2 separate regions of the Lactuca sativa genome follow, and region 1 is linked to region 2. A link is a contact called in public Hi-C data. All regions are on one chromosome and are shown on one strand. The core of a region is the stretch at or near the end of the contact, and the rest is flanking DNA. Distances in the headings are between cores, read along the strand shown. Region 1 holds the start of LOC111882299 (glutamate--glyoxylate aminotransferase 2). Region 2 holds the start of LOC111882282.

Region 1 (5,662 bases), core at 499-2,998, 180 kb after region 2:
GTCAAAGTCAACCTCTGGTTGACTCAACTCGCTGATTTGGTCCATTAACTCGTCGAGTTCCTTGATTCATAGAATCTCGAACTCACGATCTAACTCGGCGAGTTACCCTCTAACTCGCCGAGTTCTTCCTTATGACAGTATCAAGACTTTTCGTTTGAACTCGTCGAGTCCTTCCTTGGACTCGTCAAGTTCTAGAACAAATAGTTAAATAAAAGAATTTATGACATGCACATTTACGATCCCAGACCGGTCTTGGATCGGTCTCGAAACGGCCTGGTCTTCCGGTCTTTTTTCAGACGGTCTTGTTCGGTCTTTTTTCAATCCGGTCTTTTTTGGACCGGTCTTTTTTCTGGATCGGTCTTTTTCGGTCCCGTCTCTCGGTCTTTCTGTACGCCTTTTTCGGTTCGATTTACGTGTTTTTTTGTTCGATTTCTGTATTTTTCGATTCCTTTGTTTTGGTTTCGAGGTTTTCCCATTACTGAATATGAGATTATCACAAAAATAATAAATTAAGATTTATTAAAAATGATAGTTTAAATTTAATAAAAGAAAAATGAAATAAATTAGATAGTTTGTGATTAAAAATTGTATGATTAATACATAAATTATATATTTATAAAGTTTGGTTACAAGTCTATTTTTCCAGACCGGTCTCAAACCGGTCTGGTCTTTTTTAGGATCAGTCTCTGAACGGTCTCGTCGTTTTCGGACCGATCCGGGACGGTCTCAAGCTGGTCTTTTTTCGATCCGATCTCGCTTTTTGGGTCCGGTCTGAGACCGGTCTTTTTGTGCAGATTATTTTATGTAGTAATTAATAAAATATGCTTTAGTTCCATTTTAGCCTTGGGCTTGTATTAATTGTTGGGCCAATAAAAAGCTTGCGAATGTCTTGTCCAAAGAAGTGTTAAGGAAAGAATTAACCAACCAAGAATTCAATGAATAGTTTTCAAACAATAATCTTTTCCACCTGAGACCAAAACCAGCCCCCTTTCTTTATGTGAATTTTATATGACCAAGGCAAAAGAAAAAAAAAAAAGAATGAGTCTTTGATCAAAATGAGATCTTAACAATCACTCGAATTGGTTTGTGTGGATACATTATAGATATAATCTGCATAAATTATGATCTCATACGCATCAAATGTATATGCTTTTGCACTCTATATGGTTGTTTTTGTTGGTAAAATCTTCTCTAATTGGATCCATGGTTTGGGGTTGATAATAATTTTTGATTAAGCCCCAATACTTAGACTCTAATTTCATAATATTATTACTTCCAATTAGTTGCATTAAGCCCAAATACTTAGACCCTATTTCCTCCTTTGATAATCATATATCAATGATGACCCATAGACATCTATTGTATTCTAAAAAAGTTTCATAATATTTTTCATTTAATATTAAAAGTTAAAATATTTACTTTGACTAGTTTAAAACAAAGTTATATGTAAGCTTATTTCGTAACTGTTTTTTAGACCCAATTTACAATTCAAACCGGTTATAAGAAGCCATAGTTTTAGGTTTAATTGGTTATCAACTTATCATAAATGGTTATCACATGTTTTGGCAATATCTACCATTATTGGATTGGGATGATTTTTTCCTCTAGAAGAAGAGGTGAGGTTACGACAATGGAGATGGTCAATCAATATGAACCAGAAATTCGAAGTTTCAACTACCACCACACTAGTACCACTCAACTTTATCCCAAAACAAACCCTGATAATTTCCACAAAATCTACCCGGTTTCAGTGGCTCTCAATGTTCCCTTTACTATATTTTGTCACATCCTCACACTTGCCACCTCCACCCCCTCTCACCCTTTTTCTACACTACAAGCGGTGACTCACACACTTCTCCCCATTGTTCCAATTTCTCTGCTTGCTCTCTCAAAAGGGTTCAAGCAGATAGTCCGTTACAACCCTAGTTCATCACGTATACCAGCTCCACTGCACCAACGAAGGTACCATTTGCTTCTAATTGATGATCTGTTTGAAATCAGAAGGGGTGAACTATTTTGTCTTGTAGTATGCTACTTTTCGATTTTGTTTGGTTAATGGTTTTGGGGTTTGTCGATTTAGGAATTCATGTTGTATTTGCCGTTGAATGTGTTCATCTTCATTTCGTCATTCTTCTTTATTTATTTATTTTTTGATGCATGAATCTTGTCTTCTTCTGCTACGACTTTGATACATTAACTTCATGTTTCCGATCGATTAAGAGAATCCTTTGTTTTGTTGTTTGGGACTTGAATTCGACCATAATCATATTTCAAATTGAGCTAAATGAATTCTGATCATCCTCTTGATTCGCATACCCAATACACTTCGTATATGAAGTCAAACATATTAGTTTTCAAATACAAAGATTGATATAGATTTTTTTGCAAGCATGCCAGTTTCTACTTGTAGTTCTCGTTCTACACTATACTATGTTCTAGTTATCTTTTTTCTTTTCATCTTTGTTCCGACTTCTGAATTGCTGATTGTATTCATGTGATTATGTTAACAATTTCAGGCTACTACTGATTTATAATCACTGGTGATTGAAGCACTAACCATGTCAAAAAAATCGTTGGACTATGACCAAATTAATGAGAATGTCAAGAAGGCCCAGTATGCTGTGAGGGGTGAGCTGTATCTTCGTGCTTCAGAGCTTCAAAAAGAGGGCAAGAAGGTAATTCTTGAGTGAATGGTATTCATTTGGAATTAATAACATGTAAATTCCACATGGTAACTTATAATCTTACTATATCTTCAGTTCTAGGTTCTATTTGAGAAAAAACAGAACATAGTTTTTTTACAAATAATAAAAATTTCAATAGTATATCTGAATCTTTCTTACATCACATGTGGGACTTAATCAAAATAAACAATAGGATGTTATAGAGAAGGACAAACTAACATGACTATTACATGTATGCATTGTGGTAAATGATGTGGAAAGAAAATATAAACCATTAAATCAATTAAGATTTAAAACCATTAAGAAGCTTTATGCTTTATGTGAAGTGTGTGTTATTGTTTAATGTGTGATAAAGACAAAGAGTTGAATTGGGACCCATACCTAAACAAGATTGACATAAATACCCTTTATCTAACATCTGTCATGGCTGAAAACTTTTAACTTTTCCCTTACAGATAATCTTCACAAATGTGGGGAATCCTCATGCTTTGGGACAGAAGCCTCTAACATTCCCTCGCCAGGTTTGTACTAATTAAACATAAATTGACATAAATACCCTTTATCTAACCAACCAAACATATACATTTTGTTCCAGGTGGTTGCCCTTTGCCAGGCTCCATTTCTTCTTGATGATCCAAATGTAGGACTTCTGTTCCCAGCTGATGCAATTGCAAAAGCTAAACTGTATCTTTCTTATACTTCAGGGGGTCTAGGTATTTTTTTTTCCAAATATACCCTTTTAATTTAAGTCAAAGTCTTTACTATTTTTCATTCTTTTTCTTTGGAGTAACATTGTGTTATTGATTCTTTAGGTGCTTATAGTGATTCCCGTGGTCTTCCTGGAATAAGGAAAGAAGTTGCTGAATTCATTGAGAGACGTGATGGGTATCCAAGGTCATAATCGTAAATTTTACCCTGATGTTTTTGTCTTTTTCACATATTTAATCCCTGAAGTAACATTTTATTTTTTTTAATTGATGACAGTGATCCAGAACTCATATATCTCACTGATGGTGCCAGTAAAGGAGTAATGCAGATTTTGCAAACAGTTATTCGTGGTCCAGGTGATGGGGTATGTTGTCTTTTTACCTTCACTATACTTTCATTGTCTCAATATTTTTTTTTTCAAAACTTAAAAAAAAAAAAAGAAACTCTTTTGTTTTTCTTTCACAATAATCGCCACAAGTTTGTGTTCAAGAATCACAAGTTACATTGATTAAACATCATTCTTGCATAATTAGATTATTCATTTTATAATTTTATAATTTTTTTATTATAGATTTTGGTTCCAGTCCCTCAGTATCCACTGTACTCAGCTGCCATATCTCTGTATGGTGGATCTCTTGTTCCATATTTTCTTGAAGAGACTGCTAATTGGGGTCTTGATATCCACAACCTTCGCCAATCAGTTGCAGAAGCCCGTTTCAAAGGAATAACTGTATGCATGCATGTTTTTTAGGTTTTTAATTTTTATTTTTATTTAAAAAAATAAATAAATAATTATGATTATGAATATGGATAGGTAAGGGCAATGGTGATTATAAACCCTGGAAACCCAACTGGACAATGTCTTAGTGTGGACAACCTGCAACAAATACTCAGATTTTGTCACCAAGAAAGCTTGGTTTTGCTTGGAGATGAAGTTTATCAGCAGAATGTTTATCAAGATGCACGTCCATTTATAAGCTCTAGAAAGGTATATTCATTTATCAGGAGAGGGCATTTTCGTCTATCTACAAGATTTTAGTCATGTTATTTTTTTTTTTTTTTGTGTGATTTGAATTGAAGGTATTGTTTGACATGGGTGGAGCAATTAGCAAGGAGCTAGAGCTTATTTCTTTCCACACTGTGTCCAAAGGTTTCTTAGGTGAATGTGGACAACGTGGTGGATACTTTGAGATGACAAACATCCCTCCCCAGGTTTATATTTTTTTAATTATTTCAAGGGACATAAATGTAATTTTCATCACTCAACTTTCCAATGTGTTTGATCCGTATGAGTTTGTATTCAAATGTACCATTCTACCCTTACCAACAATTACAAAACTCCCAATCCCGAACCCTCATTTTGAAATTTAAAAAACAAATTCAATTTACGTTATTAGCCCTTAAATTTCTTAGTTTTTTCCATTAATACCCCTGATAAAGTGTTGCATATAATATGATGTTGCAGACAGTTGATGAAATATACAAGGTTGCATCGATTTCACTCAGTCCCAATGTTCCTGGGCAGATATTTGTAAGTTGAATCATTTTTATTTATTTTTGATTATTTTTTAATTCCCAGAATTTAATTATATTTGATTTTGTAATAGATGGGGACAATGGTGAGCCCCCCAAAGCCTGGTGATATCTCGTATGAGCAGTTTCTTAGAGAGAGGTAAAATTACCTAATTGTCCATTTTCAAATTTTCATCATTCACAAACTGTTGTTGTTGTGGAGGGGTATTTTAGACATTCTGTTGGTAAATAAATGCAGCAAGGGTATCCTTGAATCTCTAAGGAAGAGAGCACACATGATGACGGATGGATTCAACAGTTGCAAAAATGTTGTTTGTAATTTCACAGAAGGTTAGCCATTTTCCGATATTGCTTAATATTTCTTGATATTTATTTATTTATTTATTTATAGAAATATAAAATTTGAAATGAATTAGGCGCCATGTATTCGTTCCCACAAATAAAGTTGCCCCCAAAAGCAATTGAAGCTGCAAAAAGCGCTGGAAAAGTTCCTGATGTTTTCTATTGCCTCAAGCTCTTGGAAGCCACTGGCATTTCTACTGTCCCTGGTTCAGGCTTTGGCCAAAAAGAAGGGTACCTTACTTTATTTTAATATTAAGTCGTTAGCTTGGATTTTACAAAATAGCCCTTTTATTTTACTTGGTTGTAAATTTGGAGTATATTGATTTGGATTAGGGTTTTCCATCTGAGGACAACTATCTTGCCTGCGGAGGAGGACATGCCTGCAATCATGGAAA
Region 2 (5,613 bases), core at 344-2,843:
AATTAGATTTTTTGGGGTTTTCCACGTGTTCCCATGCAGGCTCCTCGATTATAGGCGCATTGGTAATTTGAACCGTTGGAATACCAAAGGACGTATTCACATCTATTGGACCTACTGCCGCCTTTGCCGGTGTCGGAGTACTTCCGGCAGCAACATCTCTGATTTTATCGATTCCAGGTCTGAATTCTCCTTCCTCCGGTCCATCTACATCTTCATGCATCCATGTTTCTGAGACCGCCTCGTCTTCGTCCTCCCCACCCGTATCAAATGCATCATTACCATCGTCCACCTCCATTGTCTTGTCGAACAAGGCCGGAGAAAAGGGTGACCAATCATCTGTATATTCAACGACACCGAGATTGAATAATTCCTCGCCTGCGGATACCGTCACTTCTTCATTTATCCATTTTCTTCGTGATGTAATGATGCCAACCTTGCCCATGGAATAGTCCCTTCGAGCATAAATGTTGTCAAATGGACTGATGACCTTCCCAAATCTGCCTGCTATTGTAGAGAAAGTATCTTCATCCCAAAGCCTTAAGGGGAGTCCAACGATTTTAAGCCATGCTACTCTCTCGAATTTGACATCTTCTTGATCTCCAAAAACTAGCCATTTGAACCATTCATTCCATTTCCCTCTATCTTCTAGAAAGGCCTTGGCCTCTACCGAACTCCCGAAGTAAATGGCCAGGTTGAGACCCCCCAGATATTTAATATTATCCCCATTGACGACCGATGAGGGAATGTTTGCCATATGATCCAGGCTATATGTTTCACCGATTAGCACTTTCTTTTTAAGCCAGTGACCCATGACTGTGTTGACTTTTATCGTGATAGGTGGTGGAGGAGCCGCAGGTTGTTGGGTTGGTGGCCTGATTATAGGCTGAGCATGTTTTCCGCCAGCAGCAACCTGAGCGAAGGATCGATCATCTCTAAGCCCACCAACAGTGTGCTTGAATTGATATTGCCTGCGATTGGATGTTGTTTGCGCCTCTAAGGGATTGGTTGTCCTTCTCGGGTGCTTCGCAAGATTGACCTCCAAAGCTTTGTCTTTGCATTTGATCCCTTGTAATATCTCTTCAAGTGCTTTTGCATTCTTCACCTGTCTGAATCTTACAAAAGCGAAGTGTTTGCCGCTGCGATTCTTTTTGGTTGACATATAAACATCTACTACTTCTTCATGTCTTAGAAATGAGTATCTTATCTCCGCTATTCGCGCACCATCGGGGATGTTGGAGACGTAGAATGTGGTTACGTTGGCTGAGCTTACCGGTGGTTTCCTCCTTCTTCTTACTTCCGTCCATTCTCCCCCATTCCGGCTCCGGTGACCATCCATATTCTCCTCACAACTAGGCACCAGCAAAACTGGTAAACTTATTTCTTTTAATGATTTTGACTCCATACAATAATGGTTTTGACTTTTGAAAAATGGTTTTAGATGCAAATAACAAAATCCCATAGTTTGATGGCTAAAATAATATAATAATATTTTTATAAATTAATGCATTTAAATAAACAAATATTTAATGTTGCTTTATTCTTATCTTATGAAATTTATTTATTATCCAAGAGGCACAATTCCATATACAATATTCAATCTTTCCAGTTTCCACTTCCTTACGTTGATATATCCGCCTTTTTTTTTTCTCTGGTTTCAACTTTCAACTCATTTTCACGTTCATAAGTTCCGATTTCATGTATTCGTCTCCAAATTTCAAGCAAAGTTCCTAAGATCGCCATGAAATCCCTGCTCCACAACACAATCCCCTCAATCAACCGTTCGTCTGGAATCAAATCCTCATCGATTGAATCCAACAGTCGAGCGTATTTACAGTTTCCCCGAGCAAACGGTGCAAAATTTCTCTTATCCCGACAACAGAAACGCCAATTAACCGTCAATTCCGTGGTTGATTCAGCTTCAGTTGATCAGTACTATGGACTTACTGAATCAGATGCACGAAATCCTACATTGTCAACTTCGTTTCGGAGTCAGAGGGATAGGAAACCTAACCTGACGGTGTTAGAAGCTCAGACCAGGGTTTGTACAGGGCCAACACAAACCAAACCACTTACAGAAGCACAAGCTTTCAAAGTTTTAGATACTATACTACGATCTGGTAAAATATTTTCCGCTTACTCTTTGAGTGTGTTAGTTTCTATGATTAGATTATAAAGCTTGCTTAATTTCATGAACATTATATCTTTCAATTCTTGCGTTGTATCAGTTCAATTAAACTCAAATGAAGCGATTAGTCACTAGATGAGTAGATGCTAGCCCGTTTCCGGACACAGTTTCATTTTTGAGATCAAATGGTTTAATTTTTGACTTCAGATTGATGTTAGTTCTTCAGATTCAGATGCATTCATGACAACATAATCAATAAGATCCAAGTATTATAAAAAGAATATGGTGAATTTGATTGTAACCCTCCTAGTCATGAAACAAATTCAAATTTTAGGGTGTCCAATGAGTATTACAATACTTCCATGTTTGAATTTCTTTGAAGTTATCAAACTTGCCTGTTTGTCCACTTTCATCCATTAATCTCAAACTGAAATGGAGTTAGGAGTATTTAAGTGATTCATGTATTAACCTTATGCTTATGTCAGCAAAGGGAGACCTAAAAGATGAAGAACAGGTATCAAAAGCTCAACTAGGAGCCTTCTTTGCAGCCATGACAATTCGTGCAAATACATTTCCAGAAGCAACTCAATGGAGTGAAGGAGAAAGGCGTGCAATGGATGCATATTGGCCTCATTTAGTTCGAACCCTTCCTTCAGACATAATCTTTCTAGCTGATCCAGAAGGTTCCATAATGAGACTCGGGAGTTCCATTGGGCCACAATATGTTGGGAATGGGAGTCATGAAATGAGACTTGTGGGTGCCCTAAGGGAAGTTTTAGCAGGTGGGCATCTTGGGTATGAAGAGGTTCAAGGTGTTTTAAAAGATGTTCTTCCTTTATTGGAACATGACACTGTAAGTGAGTCTCTACTATCAGCATTCTTGATAGGTCAAAGAATGAACAGGGAGACAGATCGTGAGCTTAAAGCATACTGCCTTGCATTTGATGATGAGCTTGGTACTGATTAATAAAGTGGGTAATTGAAAGATTATATAAATTTAAATATTTTATGTTTAATGTTATTATTATTTTGATTAAATCTTTAGGTCCTGTTCCAGTAGCTGATGTTAGATCATTGACTCATTATGGTGAACCTTATGATGGAAACACACGTTTCTTTAGGAGCACACTCTTTGTTGCTGCTGTAAGATCTTGTTACAATGAAGCATCTCTTCTCCATGGTGTTGATTGGATGCCACCCAAGGTATTTTTTATTTTCTTGACTTTGTAATAATTTTAAACATTAACATTATGTGGATATAAGAGGTGTAATTTCGAATAAAAGTTTTCCATATAAAAAATCAATCATATTAATTGGCTTATCATGTGCACAGGGTGGCATAACTGAGGAGCAAATGCTAAAATTCATGGGAGCAAATACTTGTATAACACCATTGCAAGCTAAAACGCTTCTTGAGGTCTTTATTATTGTTATTTTTACATTTTATTTTCAATTCCATTGTTTCTCTGTTTCTGTATTTATGTTACTTTTAAAATTTTGTCTCTTCAGGATGAAGCAGTTGGCTTTGCTTATGTGAGTCAACGTGAAGCTCGCCCCTCTTTGTAAGCAGACATAAAAAATATATATTTTAAATTCAATGAATGAAGAAAAAAACCAGAATCCAGTGAATTCAATTCCAATGCAACAATAAAAATCATTTTTGGTCCCTGTACTTGGCTGTATTTTAATCTTTGGTCCATAAAGGAATCTTTTTTTTCACTTTCAGTCCCTATGTCATTGTTTCATATTGTTTTTGGTCCCTTAGTCATCAAATGTAACAACTTTTTTTTTTTTTTTTTTTTTTTTTTTTTTTTGAAAATGATCATTTTGCCCTTGTTTTACATTTTTTATTCAATGCCAATGCAATATATATATAGCAAGATTGCATCATGTTATATGAATAAGAGTACACATCTTTGGTCCCTATGCTAACTTGTTATTTTTTTTTTCATTTTGGCCCATATAACTGTTACATTTGTGAAAATGACCATTTTGCCCTTTTCTCTTTCATCTCCTGACTCTCGATTTATACATTTGTTCAGATATTCGCTGATTGAAATGAGGGAACATATAAAGAAACGTCCACCACTGGCAACAACCGAAAAGGTTCAGCAATTTGTGAGGGTAAGTTTTCATTTTCATTTTCATTTAAAATCATGTGGATCCCTTATATTATATAACACCTTTTTTTTTTTTTAAATATATTACAGGCTACAGGTAAAGAAGCAATGGTTGCAGGATTCTACCATGAAGGTTATGAAGAACCACTTTTAATGCTAATGAGACGAAGAGGTGTTCATGCTGGTTTGGTGGTGAAGGTATGTATGATTTTAAAAAAGAAATATTTAAAAAAAAAGTTATTAAGTTTAATTTAAAAATGTAGGGGGAAGAAGGAGCGCTTTCAATGACAATGAAAATGCGATCGATTAATGCATCAAAAGGGCTTCCTGTCAACTACTGTTCGGGTTTTCGTTCACTCAACACCCCACCACATTATGATGTGGATGGTAACTACATAAAATTATTATTATTATTTATTATTATTATGTCTTATTTAATGATATTTTAATTTTGACAGGAGTGTCACGTGAGAGTTTTTCGTTAATAGTGGATGCAAATGAATATGGTTTCGAACCCTCGGAAACTCCAAGAACAGATAGATCTGTAAGAATTTCATCTCTTGATTTTAACTATTTGGTTGACATGATAAGGAATAATGAATTTTTTTTTTTTTAGGTTTCGAAAAACATAGAATTGGGGTTAGATGCGTTACGTGGAGAAAAGGGGCCCGCGTATGATCGGATTGTATTAAACGCCGGAATGACAGATCATCTACTTGGATGCTCGGGTGCAGAAGATGTGTCAACTGCCCTTGATAGAGCCAGGGATGCCATCGATAGTGGCAAGGCACTTACTCGATTCTTGAGTTACATAAAGATTTCCCATAAACTCAAATGAAATTTTTATCTTTTATATATATTTTTTTCATCATACACACACACACACACAATGTGCCTTCGACACTGAAAAGGATTTTGTTTTTGTACTAAATGTTACAGCTTCTTAGGGTGTGTTTGTGTTTTCCTTGTGGATTGTTTTTGTGGGATTTGGAATCAATCATGTAAAATTTTGTTTGCTTTGTAAAATCTGATAAAGGATTTAGAATTTGTATATGGTAAATCACAAAGTTGTGATTTTGTGGGATTTGAATTCCATTTTAAGGAAAAAGTTGTATACATCTACCATTTCTCAATGCATTCTTTAGACAAAACTCCATTTTTCCTATAATCAGATGGAAAATATTTTTTGGAACATGGAATTTTAATCAAACCCATGTTTGAATTGAAAACGGATACCACAAAAGTTCTTCCCTCTTGATTCAGATAGATTCATATACGAAAGAGGTTGATGAAGAGTGGTTCTTTTATAAATAACTTATAAAAACAAATTGTGGATGAATGAATGACTAAACTATATTCTTATTTAAT

The links. A called contact is a pair of places that touch in the nucleus more often than the background predicts.
Region 1: a Hi-C map of leaf shows a contact between it and region 2, with 9 times the contacts expected there. The contact joins the promoter of LOC111882299 here to the promoter of LOC111882282 in region 2. A contact is called at or near these places in 2 of 4 Hi-C or Micro-C datasets (leaf and seed).

Annotation. Positions count from the first base shown.
Region 1 is chr8:284,449,674-284,455,335 of Lsat_Salinas_v11, forward strand. LOC111882299 (glutamate--glyoxylate aminotransferase 2) reads left to right here and starts at 1,749. Exons shown (of 14, transcript XM_023878656.3): 1 at 1,749-1,962; 2 at 2,517-2,675; 3 at 3,140-3,205; 4 at 3,280-3,397; 5 at 3,497-3,578; 6 at 3,669-3,756; 7 at 3,964-4,122; 8 at 4,207-4,380; 9 at 4,473-4,604; 10 at 4,858-4,923; 11 at 5,000-5,064; 12 at 5,164-5,255; 13 at 5,342-5,498; 14 at 5,601-5,662. The coding sequence starts at 2,559.
Region 2 is chr8:284,274,594-284,280,206 of Lsat_Salinas_v11, forward strand. LOC111882282 reads left to right here and starts at 1,594. Exons shown (of 10, transcript XM_023878633.3): 1 at 1,594-2,117; 2 at 2,611-3,081; 3 at 3,171-3,328; 4 at 3,459-3,542; 5 at 3,635-3,687; 6 at 4,168-4,249; 7 at 4,336-4,443; 8 at 4,509-4,632; 9 at 4,704-4,789; 10 at 4,862-5,378. The coding sequence starts at 1,739. The coding sequence ends at 5,083.